Linked DNA regions of Sus scrofa: all the other regions are linked to region 1. A link is a contact called in public Hi-C and promoter capture Hi-C data. All regions are on one chromosome and are shown on one strand. The core of a region is the stretch at or near the end of the contact, and the rest is flanking DNA. Distances in the headings are between cores, read along the strand shown.

Region 1 (4,550 bases), core at 1,721-4,220:
TTCCCCTAAATCAGTGGTTCTCAAGTGTGACTTCAGGTCAGAGCAGCAACATCACCTGGAACTTATTAGAAATGCAGATTCTCCTGTCCTGCCCAGAACTACTGAATCAGAAACTGAGGATGAACTGCAGAAATCTATTTTTGCAAGCTCCCCAGGTGATTCTGAGTCACACTCAAATTGAAGAACACTGATTTAGATCATTTCTCTTCATCTTAGTGTCTATGGAATTATCATCAACTCCAATAAACCTCTGTTAATGGGGAGTATAGTTTCCATGTACTTCTTTTTTTTTTTTTTTTTTTTTTTTTTTTTTTTTTTTTTTTTTGGCTGCACTAGCAGCATAAGCAAGTTTCCAGGCCAGGGATGGAAACCGTGCCACAGCTATAACCAAAGCCACAGCAGTGACGCTGGATCCTTAACCAGCTGAGCCTCGAGGGAACTCCTCCCACCCTTTTTAAGCAACAGGAGCAGTCTATTAAGAAGAAATTAGAGTCAGGAATGTTAGTGTTGAGTGGATTATATTTTCTAGGCACTAAATAAAAACTTGATAGGGTAATGGGCATGAATGGAGGCTCCTCAAAATATTTTGCAAGTGACATCAATAAAGTTTAGCAAAAAGAATATGGGTTGAGAGTGAGAGTGGAACTAAGGATGACTCAGAGATTCTTACCTTCTTGCCTTTTTTGATAATGCCATTAGTAAAAATAGGAACTCAATCGGTGAAGGAAGTTTATGCGGGGGCAGGAGAGATAATTACCTTAATTTTAACCTTCCTCCTGAGTGAAGATGCCAGAAATTTTCAGGTGCATGGAAGCTAGACTGGGGAATAAACAGAGATTGGATCTATAGATGCAGGAAGCATTCCTGTATGTGGTAATTGTGATGAGCTTTGAGGCTAAACAGTATTGCTGAAGGAGAAAACTTAGAGGCAAGGTTGGTTCTTTGGAGGGTGCCCTGTGTGCAAGGCAGAAGAGAGTGCAGTGAAGGAGGGTGACAAGCCATCAGAAGTACAGGGTGACCAGGATAGTGATGTGTCGACAACATGAGACAAAGAGAGACAGTCCAGAAGGCAGAGATGGTTAGCAATGTACAACCTATGGAGGAACCGAGAATGCTGGGGAACAAAAAGAAAAAAATTTGATAATGATGAACTAGACAATTAGAAACAGACTCCAACTGTTCTATTTCAGGTGGGGCAGTGGGGACAGGAATCACTGGCTCTGGAGGTTGAAGAGAATGAATGATAAGAAGAGTTGAGATACTTTGCGGGGAAAAGGAAAAGGGGTTTGGGGCAATTGTTGTAAAAGACTCCCAGGCACTGAACAGTTTTTGGAGATAGATGGATAAATTACTAACCAAGAGTAAGACGAAAGACTTGACGAAGTATAGAATAACTCAATACCACTGAAAATGGATGACTGAAAACTCAAGTCATCATCCAGTCAAAATTCACTAGCAGGCATTTCTAACAGACCAGATCTCATAATTATGGAATCTCAGACTTGAAAGGGAATTTAAAAGTTTAAGAAATATCCCTTTGGTTCAGTTGAGCAAGGAATTATTTTTTAAAAATAGGTTTCTTCTTGTAAAATCAACATCTTAATAACTTAGCTAAGCCAGTGCAGCTGGTGGCACTGAGTCACCCACTGGCCTCTGGGCTGCAGACCAGCTGAATAGGCACCTGGGCCACTGGTCTGATCATCCAAAAGCTAAAAGGTGGAGATTTTAAGGTTACATGTTAGAAGAGTCCCAACTTGACATCCTTTTCTGGTAGAATTTGATATCCTCAGAAGGGGGCCTAAATTTTATATGATGCCCCTAAAGATGGGTGAGGCTGTTGACGTGGATGAGGCTGTTGATGTAGAGGCCACTGACAGCACTGAGGAAAAAGAGGAACTTAAACTCGATCCAGAAGATCAGGATGAGGGGGAAGAGCGTGACCTGGTTCCTGAGAAGGATCAAGTAGCTCAGGAGCCCACTGCAAGTCTGCAGTCATGCTTCATGTGGCTGGGCCACGTGGTCCTGCCTGGTTCCTTGTGCTGCTCGGCTGTCCAGCAAGGAATTAAGAACCTTTCTTATGTAAGTGGGATAAGAATATTAAGCTGGAGTTCCCGTGGTGGCGCAGTGGTTAACGAATCCGACTAGGAACCATGAGGTTGCGGGTTCGGTCCCTGCCCTTGCTCAGTGGGTTAACGATCCAGCGTTGCCGTGAGCTGTGGTGTAGGTTGCAGACGCGGCTCGGATCCCACGTTGCTGTGGCTCTGGTGTAGGCCAGTGGCTACAGCTCCGATTCGACCCCTAGCATGGGAACCTCCATATGCCGCGGAAGCGGCCCAAGAAATAGCAAAAAGACAAAAAAAAAAAAAAAAAAAGAAAAAAAAAGAAATAGCAACAACAACAACAAAAGACAAAAAAAAAAAAGAATATTAAGCTAAGTAAATGATACATCCTGGCTCCAAGTCGCTCAAAATGAAGTGGGTTACAGCAGCAGAATGGATAAGAAGTGGACAAGAAAGCGGCTTCTGGAGTTCCCACTGTGACACATTGGGTTAAAGATTCAGCGTTGACCTAGCAGTGGGATAGGTTGAAGAGGCGGCTGGATTCCATCCTTGGTCGGGAACTTTCATGCAGTGCGGGTGCAGCCGAAAAAGAAAAGACAACATCTCCAGATTAGGCTTGTTTCACTGTTAACCTCCATACCTCACCAACTAGTACCTAGTGTTGTTGTGATCTTTAAATGAGGTCACCTGTATTGATTAACTCTGAACAGTGAAATTGTTAGTTTCACTGGCCTTTACACCTAAAAAAAGCGCCAAGGAGTGGATACCAAAGCACATTTCCTCCCGCTCCACCGGCCCAAAGCTTGCCCCCGCCCACACTCCCGTGGCAGGGCTGGTGGCAGCATTGCGCATGCGCGCGAGGAACCCTGAGCCGGAAGATGCGGGCGCGGCCACCAGGCGACGCTGCTTAGTCGCCTCTGTTCTTCTCGGCTTCCAGAGGCCCTGATTGGGACTGAGGGGGCGGTGCGAGCTCCGTGCGCATGTGCGCTCCGGCCCATCTTGGCCAAGATGGCGCCGGTGGAGCACGTTGTGGCCGATGCCGGGGCTTTTCTGCAGAACGCGGCTCTGCAGGTACAGGGGGTTTGGGCGGAGAGGAGCGGGATCTGGGCTGGCGGCCCCTAAAGGGGCGCGGGAAATCGGGCAGCGCGTTGCATGGGTACGGGCGAATGTGAGCCGGGCCGGCCTCCCCGCAGGACATCGGGAAGAACATCTACACCATTAGGGATGTGGTTAGCGAGATTCGAGACAAGGCCACGCGCAGGAGGCTCGCGGTCCTGCCCTACGAGCTGCGTTTCAAGGAGCCCTTCCCGGAATACGTGCGGCTGGGTGAGTGCCTCTGCCCTGTATTGATGGCGAAGCAGGGTCCCGGCTTGCTGACTGGACCTAACTTGGTGCTGGTTGGAGTCTCTAAAGCAGAGTTGAACTAGAAACTGCACCATCTAGGAGATCGTGGTGGGAGAGGGGTTTTCTGAGTAACGAGTCAGCCAGAACTTGCCAGTTACATCACTCACTCTCTAGGCCTCACTTGCCTCATCTGTAAGACAGAATTAATAACGAGTTTGCTGGGAGCATTAAATGAGGAGTCTGTCACTCAGCACAGTATCCAGCGCTGTAGAAACATTCAGTAAATGTATTGGGGTTAAAAAAAGAAGCCAGATCTCTTATTCTTGCCCCCACCTTTTTTTTTTTTTTCCAGTAGATCAGAGTGATGACGGTTTTGGATAAGGAGGCTGGTCTCAAATCAGAAAAAGGAATAGTTTTTAGGCTTTACGTTATTAGCCCTGTAAGAAAACTAAACAGCTGTCGCTTGGCTTAGGAGTCAGCGTTTTTCTATTGTTAGGGAATCAAAGGTAACGATCCCACCTCTTTAAAGGGCCTGGGTGGTTGGAAGTGTTTTTAGGGTTTAAAAGTTGATGATGGAGTTGTTGGTATCTAAACTATTTGTGACTTATGTAGTTTTCTCCAACTTATTGGCTATATGATCTTTGACCAATTATTTATCTTTATGAGGAAATTCTATACAAGATTTGGCTGAGGGATAAAATGAGAGCCTTTTTAAAAATGCCTGGTACACAGTAAGTGCCAGTAAATTTTAGCTGCTTTTAAGAGATGCTTTTTTAGGAAACATGACTAGCATACTTAATGTTTTTTGTGCTAGTGTAGCAAAAGACATCTTTCTACTGATAAGTGAAAATCTCTTATGTGTTTATTGTTGATGTCTCAGGAGAATAACAGTAGCAACAGCGGGCTTTTACTATGTGTTGAATATGAAGCAACCCAATGCACCCAATATTTTTCATCCATTCTTTGCCTTTTTTTTTTTTTTTTTTTTTTGTCTTTCTAGGGCAGCACCCGTGGCATATAGGGGTTCCCAGACTAGGGGTTGAATTGGAGCTGCAGCTGCCAGCCACAGCCACAGCAAAGATGGATCCAAACCCCATCTGCAACCTACACCACAGTTCAGGGCAATGCTGGATCCTTAACCCACTG
Region 2 (4,445 bases), core at 1,478-3,977, 320 kb after region 1:
TTACGAACTATGCTTTAACATGCTACAACCCACACTTGAAACTTATTACATAATAAGGCATACACCAAAGGACACAGCTAAAGCCAAAATTTTGAAATAATGCTGTGTAGGTTAGAGAAGTCAAAGGATTTATCTAGAGCACACCCTGCACACTAATCAACTCTTTGCCCCAAATCTTGCTGAACCTGTTTAATATACCGCTATTAAAATAAGAACCACTACTACCCAACTCACTCTCAACTAGTTATTTTGATTTTGGGGAGTTGTTTTTTTGTTTGCTTTTTGGGGCCATACCTGGGGCATATGGAGGTTCCCAGGCTAGGGGATGAATCGAAGCTACAGCCGCCAGCCTACACCACAGCTCACGGCAATGCCGGATCGTTAACCCACTGAGCAAGGCCAGGGATCGAACCTACATCCTCATGGATACTGGTCGGGTTCGTTTACCGCTCAGCCACGATGGGAACTCCACAACTAGTTATTTTGAGGCTGAAACAATGGGAAAGAACTTTTAAAAGCAAAAAATGCTGTACAACCTACAGAGGCAAAAAGTTACTACATTCTAATAAGTTAACTTGTTGGCCACTAGAAAGATTTATTAACGTCCTTCTAGAGTTCCCATTGTAGCTCATTGGGTTAAGAACCCAACTAGTGTCCATGAGGATGCGCATAGGTTAAGCTGTGGCATAGGTTGCAGAGGTGGCTCAGATCTGGTGCTGCTGTGTCTGCGGCACAGGCCAGCAGCTGCAGCTCCAATTTGACCCCTAGTCTGGGAGAATTTCCCATGCTGCAGGTGTGGTCCTAAAAAGGGGAAAAAAAAATTTTGCCTGGGAGAACTTCCAGATGCCACAGGTATGGCTCTAAAAAATAAAATAAATAAAATGTCCTTTTGGGGAAAGCTTAAGTTTTAAAAACTTTTATAGATTTGTGAATCAGGATGCAAAGCTTCCTCTTCCCAAGCCCCAAATTAAAAGGAAAAATATTTACCTTTTTTATATTCACTTCAGAGAAAGAACTAATAGAAATGAACTTTTTTCTCAGTTATAATAGGGTTATATTATGAAAGAACTTCCAAGGAATTATTTACAAGATTACTAATGTATTAATCAAGACAAAATAATGCACACCATAAATAAATAAATTAATTAATTAATTTATATTTCAAATATCCCAAACCTTCAGGGATTTGGAGGGGAATGACCACAAAGGAGAAAAAAGGAAATTAAAAATAGAGTAGTGGAAATGCTTTCTTTCTTTCTTTTTTGTCTTTTAGGGCCGCACCCGTGGCATATTTCGGTTCCCAGGCTAGGGGTCCAATTTGAGCTGCAGCCGCGGGCCTATGCCAGAGCCACAGGAACGCCAGATCGGAGCTGAGTCTGTAACCTACACCACAGCATAAGGCAAAGCTCAATCCTTAGCCCTCTGAGCAAGGCCAGGAATCAAACCCAAAACCTCACTGTTTCTAGTTGGATTCGTTTCCACTGTGCCACGACGAGAACTCCTAGAAATGTTTTCTTAACTGGAGCGGATTTATTACTTGGGTGAATACATTTTTCAAAACTCAACAAGCTGTACACTTTAAAGGAACACAATGTACTCTATGTAAATCACACCTCAAAATAGAGTTTAAAAAAATGAGAAGTCTGGGAGTTCCAGTTGCAGCTCAGCAGAAACGAATCCGACTAGGAACCAAGAGGTTGCAGGTTCCATCCCTGGCCTCGCTCAATGGGTTAAGGATCTGGCGTTGCCCTGAGCTGTGGTATAGGTCACAGATGCAGCTTGGATCCTGCAGTGGCTGTGGTGTAGGCCAGCAGCTGCAGCTCCGATTCAACCCTAGCCTGGGACCCTCCATATGCTGAGAGTGTGGTCCTAAAAAGTAAAAAAAAAAAAAAAAAAAAAAAAAAAAAGAGAGAGAGAGAAGTCTGTTTCCTTTAAGAAAGAAAGAGTTATACCAGGGAGGGTCTCAAGGAGAATTTGTAGAACCTGACACAACAGACTTTACAAAAGAGGGTGACAGACCTAAATCAATGGCCAAAAAAAAAAACCAACTCACAACCTCCGGCCTCAAGGTCAACTCAAAATAGAAAAAAAAAAATAAAGGCGGCATAATGGAGGGATGGGAGGGTGGGGAGAAATCTCAGCTTCTTAAGAAAACGAAGACCAAACATGGTATTACTTCACAAAGTACAGGGCGAGGAGCAAAGGCTCTAGAGCCTTCAAATGGCTCTGTTAAACGAGAATCTGTGAGGCTGCTTCCCTTTCTGTAAAATGGGGATAACGACGACTCAAGAGTTTAGCCTAGCAGACAGAAAGTGCTCGATGTGTGACACGCAGCGCATTATATCACTGAAGACACCAGAATTGCATACCGACCAGGCCTCCCCAGTCTCCGTCTCGTGGTCGCTTTCGTACGCCTGGTCGCAGACAGCCAGGCCTCACTTCCCTCCTATACACGACCCTAGCAGCGTTTTCGGGCCCGACCACCCCTCGCTGCCCACCTCCCGGGCCTCACCTCGTTCATGAAGCGGGTGACATCGTAGACTCGGCCATGGATAACCAGCCATAGCTCTTTCGGGGAGTTGCGCTTCGCCACCTCCTCCAACCGGTAATAGGTGACGGAGGTCTCGACCCCTTGCCCATCGCTGCCGCTGGCTTCCACAGTCGCCATTGGGTCTCCAATATCTCTTCTCCACCGCTAACCCGGTTTCCGCCGCTAACTTCCTCGAGGTGGAAAGAGCCCTCAGTTCTTCCGGGCTTCCGTAACCAGGCCCATAAGGCTCCTGGCAACAGCCAATCATGACCTCGGATAGTTCCTGGTTCTTTTTCTCTTCACCAATGAAACGAGGGACTCAGTTTCAAATCCCGCCCACTACTGGCATGATCCTAGGGGCGTGGGCCTGGTTCGAGGTCCAACTAACCAATCATATTTACCCATCCTCTCCAATCTCACCAATGAAATACTGTGATTTTGGAAAAGCGCCGAAGAGAGACGTTGACAGACGAGTCAGGCAAAGAGCCAGAAGGTTTCCTCTTCACTCGCCGTAGGGCCCCGCAGAATTCTGAAAAGAGGGAGCAGAGTCACCATTCCTATTTCCTTCTCCACGCGGCGGATCCTTCCTGAGCCACGTGGAGCTCGTTTCTCCCCCCACCATCCGCACAGTTCTCTGTTCCTGCCCCAGATTTACGTTTTTAGTTTGCAGCCTCCAGGCTGTGACCCGCGAACCCCGTCTCTCTAAGGCAGTCTTCTCACAAGCAAAATGGGCATAATCTCTACCTTATAGATTAAATGAGAGTGCAGAAAGCTTGGTACATAACAATACATAAGTGACCGGCGGTGTTAGAAAAAGCGGAATGACTGACCTGAGGCCTTGAGACAGTGACTGGGGTTACAGTATGGAGTCACCTAACTTTGTGCCACTACTAAGAATCTGATTTTGTCATGTCAACTATATCTTAAGGCTGGATTTTAAATGAATTCTTTAATGATCAGGACAAACTACACTGTTTTGTTTCTATGTGTTCTAAAATAGAATTCGCCTCAACTGTCGCTGGGTAGAGGTCCTGGCCTTTTGGAATTACAAGTTGGGTTAATGTGCAGGGTAGTGAGCTACTCATTTTTAACTGCCATTGCAAATGCCAAGTTGGTTATTGTGAAATGTCATTTTCATCATGTCACTCTCCCCTACTCTCCATAGTCCACCCCCACCCACTTTCACCTTTTATAAGCCTTGTGCACCAGCTACTGACTCCTAAACTTACGAGTAAAAATTCACATCTGGGGTCTTACAAGCTCCATCCCCTCTCTTCCAGGGAGTTCCCTGGTGATCTAGCTGTTAGGACTCAGGCGCATTCACTGCTGTGGCCCAGATTCAGTCCCTGGTCTGGGAATTGATGTCCCACATCAAGTAGCTGCAAGCTGTGGGTCAAAAAAAAAAAAAAAAAAAAAAAAAACAAAACAGGAGTTCCTGTCGTGGCGCAGTGGTTAACGAATCCGACTAGGAACCATGAGGTTACGGGTTCGGTCCCTGCCCTTGCTCAGTGGGTTAAGGATCTGGCGTTGCCATGAGCTGTAGTGTAGGCTGCAGATGCAGCTCGGATCCCGCATTGCTGTGGCTCTGGCGTAGGCGGGAGGCTACAGCTCCGATTCAACCCCTAGCCTGGGAACCTCCATATGCCGCAGGAGCGGCCCTAGAAATGGCAAAAAGACAACAACAACAAAAAAAACCCAGAAAGGTACCCTTCCATTGCCTATTCACCTTTCAAGCACCTCAAATTCCAACCCAGAAAGGTACCCTTCCATTGCCTATTCACCTTTCAAGCACCTCAAATTCCACCTTTTTCACAAACTCTGCTACCATTCTGAGCGCCAGTGATTCCATCTCCATAGAGTATGTAAGCACATTACCATTTCAGAAATTTCTGAAAGACAGAAAAACATTTACATA
Region 3 (4,091 bases), core at 414-2,913, 410 kb after region 1:
CCTTCTTAAACAAAAAGATACTTGATTTTTTAACAGCTACCACATGTACTCACCAAAGGGATGTCTGCCATGGAGTACACCACAACTCCCTGGTACTGTGAAGTATTTTCAGTGATTCGACCAAGTCCAGATTTCAGCACATGGTTCCCATACAGGAAGGACTGCTCTGCTCCAGGCTTTATCCACACTTTATACTACAATACAAAGAATTACATCCAAGAGACATAATAAAAATAGTTAGATGCCTGCAGACAAGCTAGCTGCTGAATCTATGGTTAATTTTTTTCTTTCTTTATGAACAAAGTTTTTTTTCTTTTCTTTTTTTTGTCTTCTTAGGGCCACACCCGTAGCATATGGAAGTATCCAGGCTAGGGGCCAAATTGCAGCTGCAGCTGCCTCAGCAACGTCAGATCTGAGCTGCCTCTGCAACCTACACCACAGCTCACCACAAGGTCCAATCCTTAACCCACTGAGCCCAGGGATAGAACGTGCATCCTCATGGATACTGGTCGGGTTCCTTAACCGCTGAGCCACAACAGGAACTCCCCCATGCTGTTTATTTCATCCCTGTACTTCCTTTATCTCATAATACAAATTTCAAGGAAAAGAAAGAAAAAGGCATGCTTCCCTCAAACTGTTCAGAACTGCTAGGAGGTTCCTTCAACTCTACAATCGACCTTTCCCACGGGCAGTTTAACGGCTTTTTCTGGATCCCACTATGCTCCTCACCGCAGCCTCCTATTTACTTTTTCCTCTTGAACTAGATCAGAAAAGGCTTTTCTACTTTGCTGGAGATACTACTCCAATCACTACGCAGCCCCAACCACGCCCAAGCAGCAAGATCTAAGTAGGAACATCTCCAGGTGCTGGCACTGATCCTAGGCACCCTCAGGGACTAACGCAGGTGCCCAATTATCTGCAGTCTGATGTGGCCCTCAGCCTAGACCGCCCCCATCCCTAGAAGCGGGCTGAAAACCACTCCCCACAAACCTTGGCATAAGGTGCTAAGTAATCCAGAGCTGTGATGTGCAACCGAAACTTGTGGGTCTTCGTGAATTTTCCAAAGCACGTTCCCAGCGACATCAGCTTGTCACCAGAGATATTAGCGGCCAATTTTAAGATCTTTTCACTGAAAGGGTAAGGAAGAAGGAGGTGTCAGATAAGGGAGGCTGGTGGGACCCAGGCCTCCACCCGGGTCCATGCTGCCTACCCAGCCCCGCCTCACCTCACATAGTAAACCCGGTCGTTGTGCAGCCTGAAACAGTAGGTGCCGTCGGGCCTGTCAACCAGCAGCTGAAGATTCTCCCCGATGCTGAAAGCAGAAAAGAGGCTGGAGGCTGCGCCCGGACTCGTCCCGGCCCCGCGGCCCCGCTCTACCCACAGCCCTCCCCGCCATGCACGCACTCCCTCATCTGCCCCGGGCGTTCTTACTATTTTGCTATCTTCTCAAACATTACACGCGTCTCCTCTTCAGTCAGAGGCCGCATTTTCCCGCTGGGCTGGAACACCGGATCCTCGTGCCTCAGTCGCCGGAAACGGAAGGCCAGCCTCCCGCCTCTCCTTGGCAACCTCAAATCCGGCCTCTCTAGCTGCCTTCGCGTGGTTCGTCACGCGAGCGCCCCGCGGCCTTGGAGGACCAGCGGGGAATGCAAGCCGGCCGGGTGAGGCGCCATGGAGACCGGAAGTGCGGCGTTGCTTCCGGTCCTGGATTCCGAGCCAGCGCCCTCGCCGAGCGGGAGGCGAAGGGACGCCGCTGCTGAGAAGATGGCGGCGACGGAGACGATCCCTGCTTCAACTGCGGCCTCGGCCACGGCGACGGCCACTGCGGCTGCTCTCGGGGAGGTGGAGGATGAAGGGCTCCTGGCATCGCTGTTCCGGGACCGCTTCCCAGAGGCCCAGTGGCGGGAGCGGCCCGACGTGGGCCGCTACCTCAGGGAGTTGAGCGGCTCGGGGCTGGATCGGCTGCGGCGCGAGCCAGAGCGCCTGGCGGAGGAGCGAGCGCAGCTGCTGCAGCAGACGCGCGACTTGGCCTTCGCCAACTACAAGACCTTCATCCGCGGCGCCGAGTGCACCGAGCGCATACATCGCCTCTTTGGCGACGTGGAGGAGTCGCTCGGCCGCCTGCTCGACCGCTTGCCCAGCTTCCAGCAGAGCTGCAGGTGCGGCGGGCCCAGCGTTTAAGGGGCTTTTAAGAGCTGTGACAGCTAATATTTACGATGAGGGAAATAGCTAACACTTAGATAGCGCTTACCAGGTGCCACGCTCTCATCTGAGCATTTTATTAATCCATTTAAACGTCACAGCAGCCTTCGAGGTAGGTATTATTCCCATTTTGTATATGAGGAAGTCGAGACACAGAGGTTAGTGACTGACACAAGGCACAGCTAGTAAGTCTCGAAGTCAAAATTGGAACCCAGCAGCCTCGTAGGGCTGTCGTGAGCGCTAAGTAGAGAATCCATGCAAAGCACTTATCATTGGATCTGACATAATTAACACTCTACAGTTGTCACCTTCATACATATACACACAACACACAGGTACACACAGTAGCTTGGACCAGGGTCGTTGGCTCCAAAACTTTCATTGATAGGAGAATGCCAAGGAAATCCTCTCATTCGGGGGCAGTAAAAATTATCCAAAAAATCCAAACAAACCGTCCTATCGGAACCATATTCTTTTTTTTTTCCCCTCCCTTTTTAAGGCTGAACCCACAGCATATGGAAGTTCCCAGGCTAGGGGTCGAATTGGAGATAACAGCTGCCAGCCTATGCCACAGCATTGCAAGATCCAAGCTGTATCTGCGACCTACACCACAGATCACGGCATTTCTGGATCCCCAACCCACTGAGTGAGGCCAGGGATCAAACATGTGTCCTCGTGGATACCAGTCGAATTCCTTTCCACTGCTCCACGACAGGATCTCCTCGAGCCATATTCTGCCTCTCTCGAACCTCAATCCACAAATTCTGCTTTCCAACCTCACATGATAAAAGTTTCAAGTTTTCTTTGTCTTTGCACATTTGACCATGGCTTCTGTACTCTTCCAATACCCTACAAAAGACAGGGAGCTTCATAAAGCAGGACTTTACAGTTATGGGGAAGAAATGGAGACTGCAGCAGGAACTAAGGATGGACAGTGGCATAGGAGAAGATTAAGAGGCTGAGGGAACTTGGGGTTAAGGTTGTAGTTTCTAGGTTAGGCAGGCATTATGAAAAGAAGAATAGCTGTCATTGGAGGTGCCATTGTGGCTCAGTAGAAATGAATCTGACTAGCATCCATGAGGACGCAGGTTTGATCCCTCGCCTCCCTCAGTGGGTTAAGGATCCAGTGTTGCCATGAGCTGTGGTGTAGGTCGCAGACGTGGCTCAGATCTGGTGTTGCTGTGGCTGTGGTGTAGGCCAGTGGCTGCAACTCCAATTGAACCCCTACTCTGGGAACCTCCATGTACTGTGGGTGCGGCTCTAAAAAGACAAAAAAGGAAAAAAAAAAAAGAGCAGCTATTATTAGAGGAACATTTACTCTGTGTTGGGTTCTGCATTAAATGTTTTATATACATGATCTAATTTAATCCTCACATCCTTATGAGGTGGGTCTTATTACTATTTTACCAATGAGGAAACTAAAGACTACCTTGTTACAGCTTGTTCAGTGACAGATCTGGGTTCAAACCTTTTTTTATCATTTATTAGTTGTGTGATCTTGGACAACTTGCTTAAAGTCTTGGGTTAAAATTTCGTCAAGGATAAAAGTATTTAACTTCATGGGTGTGGTATGAAGATTAAATCAGAAAAATCATCCAGCCCAGTGCCCAGTTCATAGTAAATGCTCGGTAATTGCAGTTAAGGTGGATGCAGAACCACTAACGTTCTCCTGATTGTTACTAGGAATTTTGTGAAAGAGGCTGAGGAGATCAGCTCCAATCGCCAGATGAACACCCTGACTCTAAACCGGCACACAGAAATCCTGGAAATCCTGGAGATACCTCAGCTCATGGACACCTGTGTCCGGAACAGCTATTATGAAGAGGCCCTGGAGCTTGCAGCCTACGTACACCGACTGGAGAGAAAATACTCCTCCATCCCTGTCATCC
Region 4 (4,527 bases), core at 706-3,205, 350 kb after region 1:
TTTCATAAACTTTTGGGTTTTGTGAATAAAAAGCCAAAATGGGAGTTCCCGTGGTGGTGCAGCAGAAACAAATCCGACTAGGAACCAAGAGGTTGTGGCTTCCATCCCTGGCCTCCCTCAGTGAGTTAAGGATCCGGCGTTGACATGAGCCATGGTGTAGGTCACCAACGCGGCTCAGATCTGGCGTGGCTGTGGCTGTGGCGTAGGCGAGCAGCTGTAGCTCCAATTAGACCTCCAGCCTGGGAACGTCTATGTGCCTCGGGGGGGCCCTAAAAAAAACAAAAGACAAAAATAAAAATAAAAATAAAAAAAGAAAGCCAAAGTGCAATCTTGGAATGGAATTTGGGGCAGTGAGTCCCTAAGCTTATCATGTCAAAGTTGTCATTGCTGTGGGCATATTGCATCTCTGCGTATTAGCAAGACGAGGCCTGAGACTGGGGACTGAGGAAGAACCTATGAACGTTCTTGGTTATAGACAGAGAAGGCTGTCATGACCCTTCTGGAAGGTAAGGCTGAGACACTCGAAGACTGTGCTGTCCAACACGCTCACCACCAACAGTGTGCACGTATGTAATTTTAAATATTAGGGAATGAAAACAAATTAAAAACTCAGTGACTAGTAGCCACATTTCACGTGCTCAGTGGCCACATATAACTAGTGGCTACCATACTGGGGGCAAATACAGAACATTTCCACCATCAGAGAAAGCTCTTTGGCACAGTGCTACTCTAGAAATTATTTTACATGGTCTTATCCAGTTGCTAGTGTAAAAATGTCCTTTCTTGACATTATCAAGTCTTCAGCAAAGTTTTATTTATTTATTTATTTAGTCTTTTTTTGCCATTTCTTGGGCCGTTCCGCAGCATATGGAGGTTCCCAGGCTAGGGGTCTAATGGGAGCTGTAGCCACCAGCCTACGCCAGAGGCACAGCAATGTGGGATCCAAGCCGCGACTGTGACCTACACCACAGGTCATGGCAATGCCGGATCCTTAACCCACTGAGCAAGGGCAGGGATCAAACCCGCAACCTCATGGTTCCTAGTCGGATTCATTCACCACTGAGCCACGACGGGAACTCCAACAAAGTTTTAAAATAATAATGAAAGCTAACATTTATCGAAAACTTAAATATTGCTCAGTTTTCTTAGTGGCAAACAATGGTTTCACTCGTGCTAAGTTAAGCAAAAGGGATTTATTCAAGAGTATGGCTAGCTCACAGGATCACTATGAAAATTAAGAAATAGACTCTAGTCTAAATGTCCAGGGATGACCTCCAAAATTACACCGCGGACTCCTTGACAAGCCAGCCTAAGCCTCTGCCACCACCCAGAAGCCTTCAGAACTGCTAAGCGGTCATCCCAGCTGCTGGTTCTAGAATCACACTGCCTTTGCCACGATCAGCCGCAGCCAAATGGATGTTTCACACCCGCCTCTCCCTCCACACAGTTCAGAGTTCTAAAATCTCACACCCGTGGAATTTAAATCACAAACCAAACTGGAGCTGCAAGGGAGTTTGAGAAATATCGCGAGTGTTTGTTTTTCCAGAAAGGGAGCTAGAAAGAGTTCGGGCCGGATTTGGAGCAAACCCGTCAGTCTAAAGGATCTGCCACAACTTGCTGTAGGCCAAGTTCTGTGATCGTGCCCTATCGCATTTCCTTCGTACAGGAATTCAGGGAGGAAGGGCCTGTCATCGTCCCCTTCACTGCAGGAAATGGTGGGGCACACACACGGTCTTAGGCTGTGCTTTGGGAAGTCAGAAGAGGGCCCTCTGTCCACTCTTGGGAAGAACTAAAGTCGAGTGGGGAAGGGACAGCTAGCTGTCTGGAGAAACCCGGACGGAAGATGACAATACACGAGAATAAAGGAGCCGTCCCAAGGTGACAAAGGACAGCCAGAGTGAATGTGACAACTCACGAGTGGTGCTGCTATGTGAACGCACGCCAGGTGGCCGAGTCCCTGCGCTCTCCACAGATGCATGCTGCCCCCGATGGGAAGAACCAGACCTTGCACACACGGAACAAAGACACAAGGGCACTTGCCTGGCGACGGTCCAACGACCCCAACCGCATCTGTAGCACCAAACAGGAGTGCAAAAGTAAAGAATGCAGCAGGGAAGGTTCTAGAAGGAGGTGAGTTTTTACCAGGTTTGAGAGGAAGGTGTTCATTTAGGCATAGTAGTCAGAAGGCAGTGGATTTCAGAGGAAAGAACCCCCCCCACCCCATCCCCACCCCCAACCCCACCAAGGCTGAAAGGGGCAGCCACTGTAGCATATCAAAGCAGTGACCTTGACTGAGGATGAAGGCAGTGGTGAGTCAGTGTTTGAGAGAAAACAATAAATACACGTGTTGGGAGGGGAACTGATTGTAGGATAAAATCATGGGAAACTCTTCCTATGATTATAGTCACATTCCAACATTAGCAAAGGATGTAATGAGACTCAATTTGGAGCAGAATGAAAATCTCGGGCAGTGGGTCCTAAACACTCTCTGACAGACACTCCAGGTTTATTCTCCTGATCTGCCTGCCTGTCACGAGGGGCTACCTCCAGTTTCAGCTCCCCGTCCCTGTGATGCAGCCCAAGCTTGTGGTGCAGGGGGGCTGCGGCCCCTTTGCCACAGCCTTCTTTCCTGGAGACGTTTTAATAGGATCAAAAGATAACCATGTCAGGGGAAAGAATAAGTCTCAAGGCAGTGAGTCTCTCAGAGCGGGGGAATTCAGAAAAATTTGAGAAAGGGGCGCCAATATCCCAGAAAGGAAGTTGTACATGTGATTCTTATTTTGCTTAAGCTTTATCAAACAATCCCTTTGTTTTGTAAATCTCTTTTTAGGACTGCACTTGCAGCACATGGAAGTTTCTGGGTTGGGGTCGAATTGGAGCTAGAGCTGTCAGCCTATGCCACAGCCACCTTAATGCTGGAACCAAGCCGCAACCGAGACCTGTGCCACAGCTTGTGGCAATGCCAGCTCCTTAACCCACTAAGTGAGGCCAGGGATCGAACCTGCATCCTCACAGACACTATGCTGGGTTCTTAACCAGCTGAGCCACAACGGAACTCCCAAACAATACATTTTGACAAATCTTTCCATCTGCCAGGTTCAATGGTAAGCAATTAAATAATACATTAAATCATTTGACCCTTACAACAAATACCTAAAGGCTATGCCCATTTTACAGAGGAGAAAACTGAGGCTTAGAGGTCCCACGGCTAAGAACTGGACTCCACAGCCCATGGATTTAACCATCCTGCTATGCTGCTTTGATTTTGTCTTTCTTTCTTTCTTTTTTTTTTTTTTTTTTTGTCTTTTTGCCTTTTCTAGGGCTGCTCCCATGCATATAGAGGTTCGAAGGCTAGGGGTCAAATTGGAGTTGTAGCCGCCGGCCTACGCCAGAGCCACAGCAACGCTGGATCAGAGCCGCATCTGCAACCCACACCACAGCTCACGGCAACACCGGGTCCTTAACCCACTGAGCAAGGGCAGGGATCGAACCCGCAACCTCATGGTTCCTAGTGGGATTCATTAACCATGGCACCACGATGGGAACTCCTGATTTCTTCTTTCTTATTTGTGTTTTCCTATTATTTTTCACATGCTCTATTTGTATACTTGTCAGCTCCTCACTCCGAAAACAAGAAGCCTCTTAAAGTGCAACGATCATGTCTAATTCATCTCTTGACACTCTTTCCCTCCCTTCCCCAGCCTCTGATGGAGACTAGCACATAGTGAGTGCTTAATATATGTGAGCTAGACGGAGGTTTGTGACGCAATAATCATTCACCCTGTTTCCTTAACCCAACAACTCCTGCAGCTATTCACAGCTTCTGCATAACAAGTAGATGAAGTGAACCCTCTCATTTCATACAGGACCATGGTCAAGGGTGAGGGTCTTGGAGCCAGGTAGTGACAGGCTCCAATCTGCCTCAGCCACCTTTTTTTTTTTTTTTTTTTGGTGTTTTTAGGGCCACACCTGCAGCATATGGAAGTTCCCAGAGTAGGTGTCAAATCGGAGCTGTAGCGCCAGCCTACGCCACAGCCACAGCAACTTGGGATCCGAGCCATGTCTTTGACCTACATCACAGATCATGGCAACACCGGATCCTTAATCCACTGAGCAAGGCCAGGGATCGAACCCACATCTTCATGGATATTAGTTGGGTCCGTACTGCTAAGCCACGACGGGAACACCTGACTCAGCCTTTTAGAGATGGAATCTTGGGCAAATGTTTAAAAAGTAAAAAAAGCTTACAATTTATAAAGGGTCCTCTAAAAAAAGAACTCCTATTGAGGCATGAAAAATAGCTGGAAAAGTTTATGATTCAGATGCTTTATATATATGTATATACATATATATACATACACACATATAAAATGTATTTATTTATTTTTGTCTTTTTAGGGCCACACCTGTGGCACATGGAGGTTACCAGACTAGGGGTCTAATTGGAGCTGTAGCTGCTGGCCTACACCAGAGCCACAGCAACACCAGATTCGAGCTGCATCTGCAACCTACACCACAGCTCATGGC
Region 5 (4,381 bases), core at 848-3,347, 370 kb after region 1:
GCTGATTCTAGTCCGGTGGGGCTGGTAAAACAGCCTTTGAAGCTAGACCAGTTACTGGGCCTCTCAGGGAGGGGGCACACCCACCCACCAGAACTGGGGTTTCTCTATTTAGTCCAGATATGGGTGGTGACACCTATAGGTCACCAGAGACACCTATGGGTCATCAGAGACACCTATAGGTGACTCACATCTTATGTCCCCACTTCCTTCCTACACCCCTGCCAAGCTTACCCAGTCCTTTGGAAATGCCCCTTACTCATTCCCCTGCCTGTGGAAGATACAGTGGATGTGAAAGATAATGATACAACCAATGGAGACATGGGGAATAGGCTTTCCAAGGTCAATGCGGCAAACTTATCACAGAAGTGCAAAGTAAGTTTTAAGAACATGTCCAGCAAAGTGAAGGCTGGAAGTGGATTTGCAACTGGGGTTGGACAAAAAGAGACTTGGAGAAGAGAGAAAAAGTGATTTTTTTAAAAAAGTCCTCTCCGGGTCTATCTACAGGGATAGTAAGGAAGAAAAGAACACAGACAGAGTATCCCACACAGTCACAAGATTGTGTGGTCTGCTGTATCGTATTGAGAAAATCATGACACAAATACATAAGAAATGTGAGGAAGCCCTAAGAATGTCCCTATTTCAGTAAATACAGTTTGCTGGTGGATGTGAAATTAAGTTTCAGTAAATATAATCTGCTGATGGCAGTTTTTCAACATGTATTAAAAGCCTTACTTATGTGCCTACTCAATTCAATCCAACCTCAAGAAATGTGACATGTCCTGAGCTAGGTTCTGGGATGCAAGGTAAACAAGAAGACAAAGTACGTGGCCCCAGAAGTGCTGAGGAAGGATGAAGGAGGGGCAAAGGAGGGAGCACCAAAGGGATTTAACATAACTCAGAAAGTCAAGAAAGGGTGAAATGTCCTTCAAGTGAGGTTTGAAGGACAGGAAGGGTTTCCTTAGGCTGGAATGGACAACATGAAGCTCTGAGCAAACTGAGTAGTAGATGAAAAGGAAGTGATAAAAGTTGTGCATACACATATGAAAAGTGAGCCCAAAATGAGGTTGGCAAATAGGTAACTTCTTCAGACTTTAAAAGTCATGTTAAGGAGTCTGCACTTTGTTCAATAGTAAAAGGGAAGGTTGATGAGTGAATGTCCTGATCTTTGTTCTACTGTGTAATCTATTTTTTTTTTCTTGGCTATGCTTGCAGTATACGGAACTTCTCTGGCCAAGGGTCAAACCAGTGACCTGAGCCACAAGCAGTAGCAATGCCTGATGCTTAACTCTCTGAGCCACCAGGGAAACTCCTCTGTGTATTCTTCGACTCAGTAGTTCTACTTAAAGGAAATTATTCTAAGGAAATAATTATGAATTTGTGCAATGATATAGTTAAAAGGATCTTTCTAACATTTAGATTGTCTAGAATTACAAAATTTTTAAATAGCCTAAACGCCTTACAGTAGTGGTTTATATAAAGGAGGCTTTCATTTCACCCATATATTGGAATGCTATGTAGCTGCTAAAGATACTGTAGAAAAAGTATTTAGTGACATGTAAAGATGTCCACTAGATGCTGAATGCAAAATAAAGGCTCTATAAAATATATATATAACATAATTCTAGTTTTTTTGTGTGTGTATACAAACACACACACAAGGTATACAAAAGACACTGGAAGGCTATAAACCTAAATGTCAGCTTGTTTTTTCATGTGGGGATAAGGCTGACTTAAATGTTAAGCTTTGCATTATTTCTTCCAATTGTTCTACAACAAAATGTGCTATTTTTCTAATTTTAAAAACGTATATGTCTTACATGTCTAGGGGTTTCGTGGTGCCGGCCATATTCTATTTCTTGACCTCGACTGGGTTAACACTGGCCTTTTACTTTAGTAAAATGTAAACTTGTTTAACAAAGTTTCCTCTCTATGTTACATTTCGCGATTTAAAAAATGTTTAATACACACTTCACGCCTTTGTTTTTCAATATTTTATACATAGCCCCGAGTCTCCAGTACAGTGTTACAAAATAGCGGAGGGAAATTGACATTTGACCACAAACCTAGGTTGGTTTAACCCATCTGGCTGCCGTGAACTTCAAGTCCCAGAATGCACTGCGGCCGACACACCGGGAACTACGGAGTCGGAGAGGGGGCCAGGGAGCCCCCGGTCCTTTCCCTCCCAGAAGCCCGCGGGCGCCTCAGAACGGTGTTCGTATCATGGCCGCGGGAGCCGGGACGGCAGGCCCTGCTTCCGGCCCGGGCGTCGTGCGTGACCCGGCGGCGTCACAGTCGGGGAAGCGTCCCGGCAGAGAGGGCGGGGAGGGCGCGCGGCGATCGGACGCGATGGCGGGAGGAGGCGGGAGCAGCGATAGCAGCGGGCGGGCGGCAGGCAGGCGGACGTCCCGCAGCGGCGGGCGGGCTCGGCGGGGGCGCCACGCGCCGCGGCTGGGGGGCGCCGCGGAGCGGGGCGCGGGGGAGGCGCGGCTGGAGGAGGCAGTCAACCGCTGGGTGCTCAAGTTCTACTTCCACGAGGCGCTGCGGGCCTTTCGGGGTAGCCGGTACGAGGACTTCAGGCAGATCCGGGACATCATGCAGGGTGAGGGCCGAGCCGGGAAAGGGAGGCTGGGGGGCTCCTGGGAAGGAGATCTGCGGGGCCCGAGCGTCGGGGCTGGGGGTCGCCGTGCCAACGATGTCTTCTTTCCTAGCTTTGCTTGTCAGGCCCTTGGGGAAGGAGCATACCGTGTCTCGGCTGCTGCGGGTTATGCAGTGTCTGTCGCGCATTGAAGAAGGGGAGAATTTAGGTATGGCTATTTTTATGTTCTTTTCTGGGCTTATTTAGGGTTATGTTGTTTTCAAACTTACATCCGGGACTGAAAGATTCACGATTAAAGTGGGCTGCTATGTTTCGATACAGTGGTCTTTTTCCTTCTAGGATGAGTTTATTCTCTAGTTCTAGTTTTCTACAGTTGGGATTCTCTTGGCTGCTTTTCTCTGTTTTTTTATTTCCTCCCACCTGTTTCTTGCTCGCCCCAACTTTGTTGCTATCTGAAGTGAGTTATGTGAAGATGACCATTTTTCCTCCATAGTGGTGTGTTTTAAAGAACACTTTTTCTCCCCCGGAATTGAACCTCACAGCTGTTTAGCAAAACGGCCTTCAGTTTCTGGCCATTTGTATCTGAGGAAGATGTGAGTATGCTGAAATTTAGATGCAGATGAATGTGTTAAAAAATAAATTTTTTTACCTGTCTTGAAAATTACTGAAAATCACTTGAAATTCATTAATTTGAATCTGGACCGTTAACATGTTTGTAAGTCTGCAGCCAGTATACCAGCAAATTAAATGCAAATCTTAACTATATTTGCATGTTTCTTTTTGATATATATATATATGTATATATATATATATTTGGACATAATTCTTCTGCTCCTTAGAAAATAGGTTAGTGAAAACTGTGCTCTTTGTCCTAGACTGTTCCTTTGATATGGAGGCTGAGCTCACACCACTGGAATCAGCTATCAATGTGCTGGAGATGATTAAAACGGAATTTACACTGACAGAGGCAGTGGTGGAATCCAGTAGAAAACTGGTCAAGGAGGCTGTAAGGCTCTATTTTAATTTCTTTTTTAACAAAAATCAAAGGTCTTAGAGAATCAGTGCTTATCTTTTCTGTGTGGGGTGGAGGACAAACAGAGATGGACAGAGAGCCACTGTGCACACTCAAACATGTAACACACACAAAGATGTTATCTCATTGGGCAACCCCTTCCTAGCCCAGACTTGGAAAGAACTGTTAATGGCCAGTGCTCAGCTTTTGGGATTTTGGCGGTCTTCCTGGTATCCCTGGCAGGAGGGGCCACAGTATGCAGGAGGTGAGTTGGCATTGAAGACTGACATTTTGGAGGTTGTTGTACCATTCAGGAACATCGTGAAAGGCTAGAAATAACTGGCCTAGGGTTTGGTCACCCTTGTTTATGATAAACTAAGAGAACAGCTTGGAAATAGCTTGGAAAATCTGGGTCTGACTTTGAGCTCTTTCATGCCATTGCAGAAAGAAGCTTAGGGAACTTTCCCTTTGAACAAACAGAATCAGAGGTGCTGGGATAATCAGCCAATTAGAAAAACGGTAATAGTAGAAGGCTGATACAGGCAGTGTTCTTGACAAGAAAAAAGCTAGTAGAGTGTCCAGGAATTTGGAACTGGAACTGTGTCATGGCTCAGGTAGCTTCAAGTAGTGGAACTTATTTTTATTTAAAACATTGAAGTGGCCATGGAAACCAGTCAGAAAAAGCTTTTTCTTTTCCAATAACCAAGGCTGGGGGTGTGGAAGCAGATGCAGAGGTGGGGACTAAAGAACAACAGCTCAGTTCAGCACTGCCT

The links. Promoter capture Hi-C pulls out the DNA fragments that hold promoters and counts their contacts. A called contact is a pair of places that touch in the nucleus more often than the background predicts.
Region 2: a promoter capture Hi-C map of liver shows a contact between it and region 1, with 4 times the contacts expected there. The contact joins the promoter of CYB5B here to the promoter of NOB1 in region 1. A contact is called at or near these places in 1 of 5 promoter capture datasets (liver), 2 of 47 Hi-C or Micro-C datasets (embryonic fibroblasts and liver) and 1 of 2 datasets of contacts at active chromatin or transcription factors (alveolar macrophages).
Region 3: a Hi-C map of skeletal muscle shows a contact between it and region 1, with 5 times the contacts expected there. The contact joins the promoter of COG8 here to the promoter of NOB1 in region 1. A contact is called at or near these places in 1 of 5 promoter capture datasets (fetal liver), 4 of 47 Hi-C or Micro-C datasets (blood, heart right ventricle, liver and 1 more) and 1 of 2 datasets of contacts at active chromatin or transcription factors (alveolar macrophages).
Region 4: a Hi-C map of skeletal muscle shows a contact between it and region 1, with 9 times the contacts expected there. The contact joins the enhancer-like site here to the promoter of NOB1 in region 1. A contact is called at or near these places in 3 of 5 promoter capture datasets (fetal liver, fetal skeletal muscle and liver), 15 of 47 Hi-C or Micro-C datasets (blood, embryonic fibroblasts, fetal heart ventricle and 8 more) and 1 of 2 datasets of contacts at active chromatin or transcription factors (skeletal muscle).
Region 5: a contact with region 1 is called in a promoter capture Hi-C map of fetal liver, with 6 times the contacts expected there. The contact joins the promoter of TERF2 here to the promoter of NOB1 in region 1. A contact is called at or near these places in 4 of 5 promoter capture datasets (fetal liver, fetal skeletal muscle and liver), 21 of 47 Hi-C or Micro-C datasets (blood, embryonic fibroblasts, fetal heart ventricle and 11 more) and 2 of 2 datasets of contacts at active chromatin or transcription factors (alveolar macrophages and skeletal muscle).

Annotation. Positions count from the first base shown.
Region 1 is chr6:17,230,893-17,235,442 of Sscrofa11.1, forward strand. It overlaps NOB1 (RNA-binding protein NOB1), which reads left to right and starts at 2,971. Exons shown (of 9, transcript XM_003126901.3): 1 at 2,971-3,131; 2 at 3,254-3,386. The coding sequence starts at 3,069.
Region 2 is chr6:17,555,303-17,559,747 of Sscrofa11.1, forward strand. CYB5B (cytochrome b5 type B (outer mitochondrial membrane)) reads right to left here and starts at 2,728. Exons shown (of 5, transcript NM_001159592.1): 1 at 2,513-2,728. The coding sequence starts at 2,668.
Region 3 is chr6:17,643,881-17,647,971 of Sscrofa11.1, forward strand. It overlaps COG8 (conserved oligomeric Golgi complex subunit 8), which reads left to right and starts at 1,664. Exons shown (of 6, transcript XM_003126905.6): 1 at 1,664-2,159; 2 at 3,886-4,091. The coding sequence starts at 1,672. NIP7 (NIP7, nucleolar pre-rRNA processing protein) reads right to left here and starts at 1,524. Exons shown (of 5, transcript NM_001048071.1): 1 at 1,432-1,524; 2 at 1,226-1,312; 3 at 991-1,129; 4 at 54-194. The coding sequence starts at 1,487.
Region 4 is chr6:17,585,961-17,590,487 of Sscrofa11.1, forward strand. No RefSeq gene overlaps it. Among named protein-coding and RNA genes, the nearest start is that of TERF2, 18 kb to the right of the region's middle. Within about 2 kb of position 1,956, at least 26 of the 83 cell types and tissues checked have an H3K27ac peak or open chromatin away from gene starts, as enhancers often do. A contact at or near this core is called in fetal liver, liver, retroperitoneal adipose tissue and 1 more, where this site is marked.
Region 5 is chr6:17,603,651-17,608,031 of Sscrofa11.1, forward strand. It overlaps TERF2 (telomeric repeat-binding factor 2), which reads left to right and starts at 2,098. Exons shown (of 10, transcript XM_003126908.4): 1 at 2,098-2,599; 2 at 2,709-2,804; 3 at 3,472-3,602. The coding sequence starts at 2,221.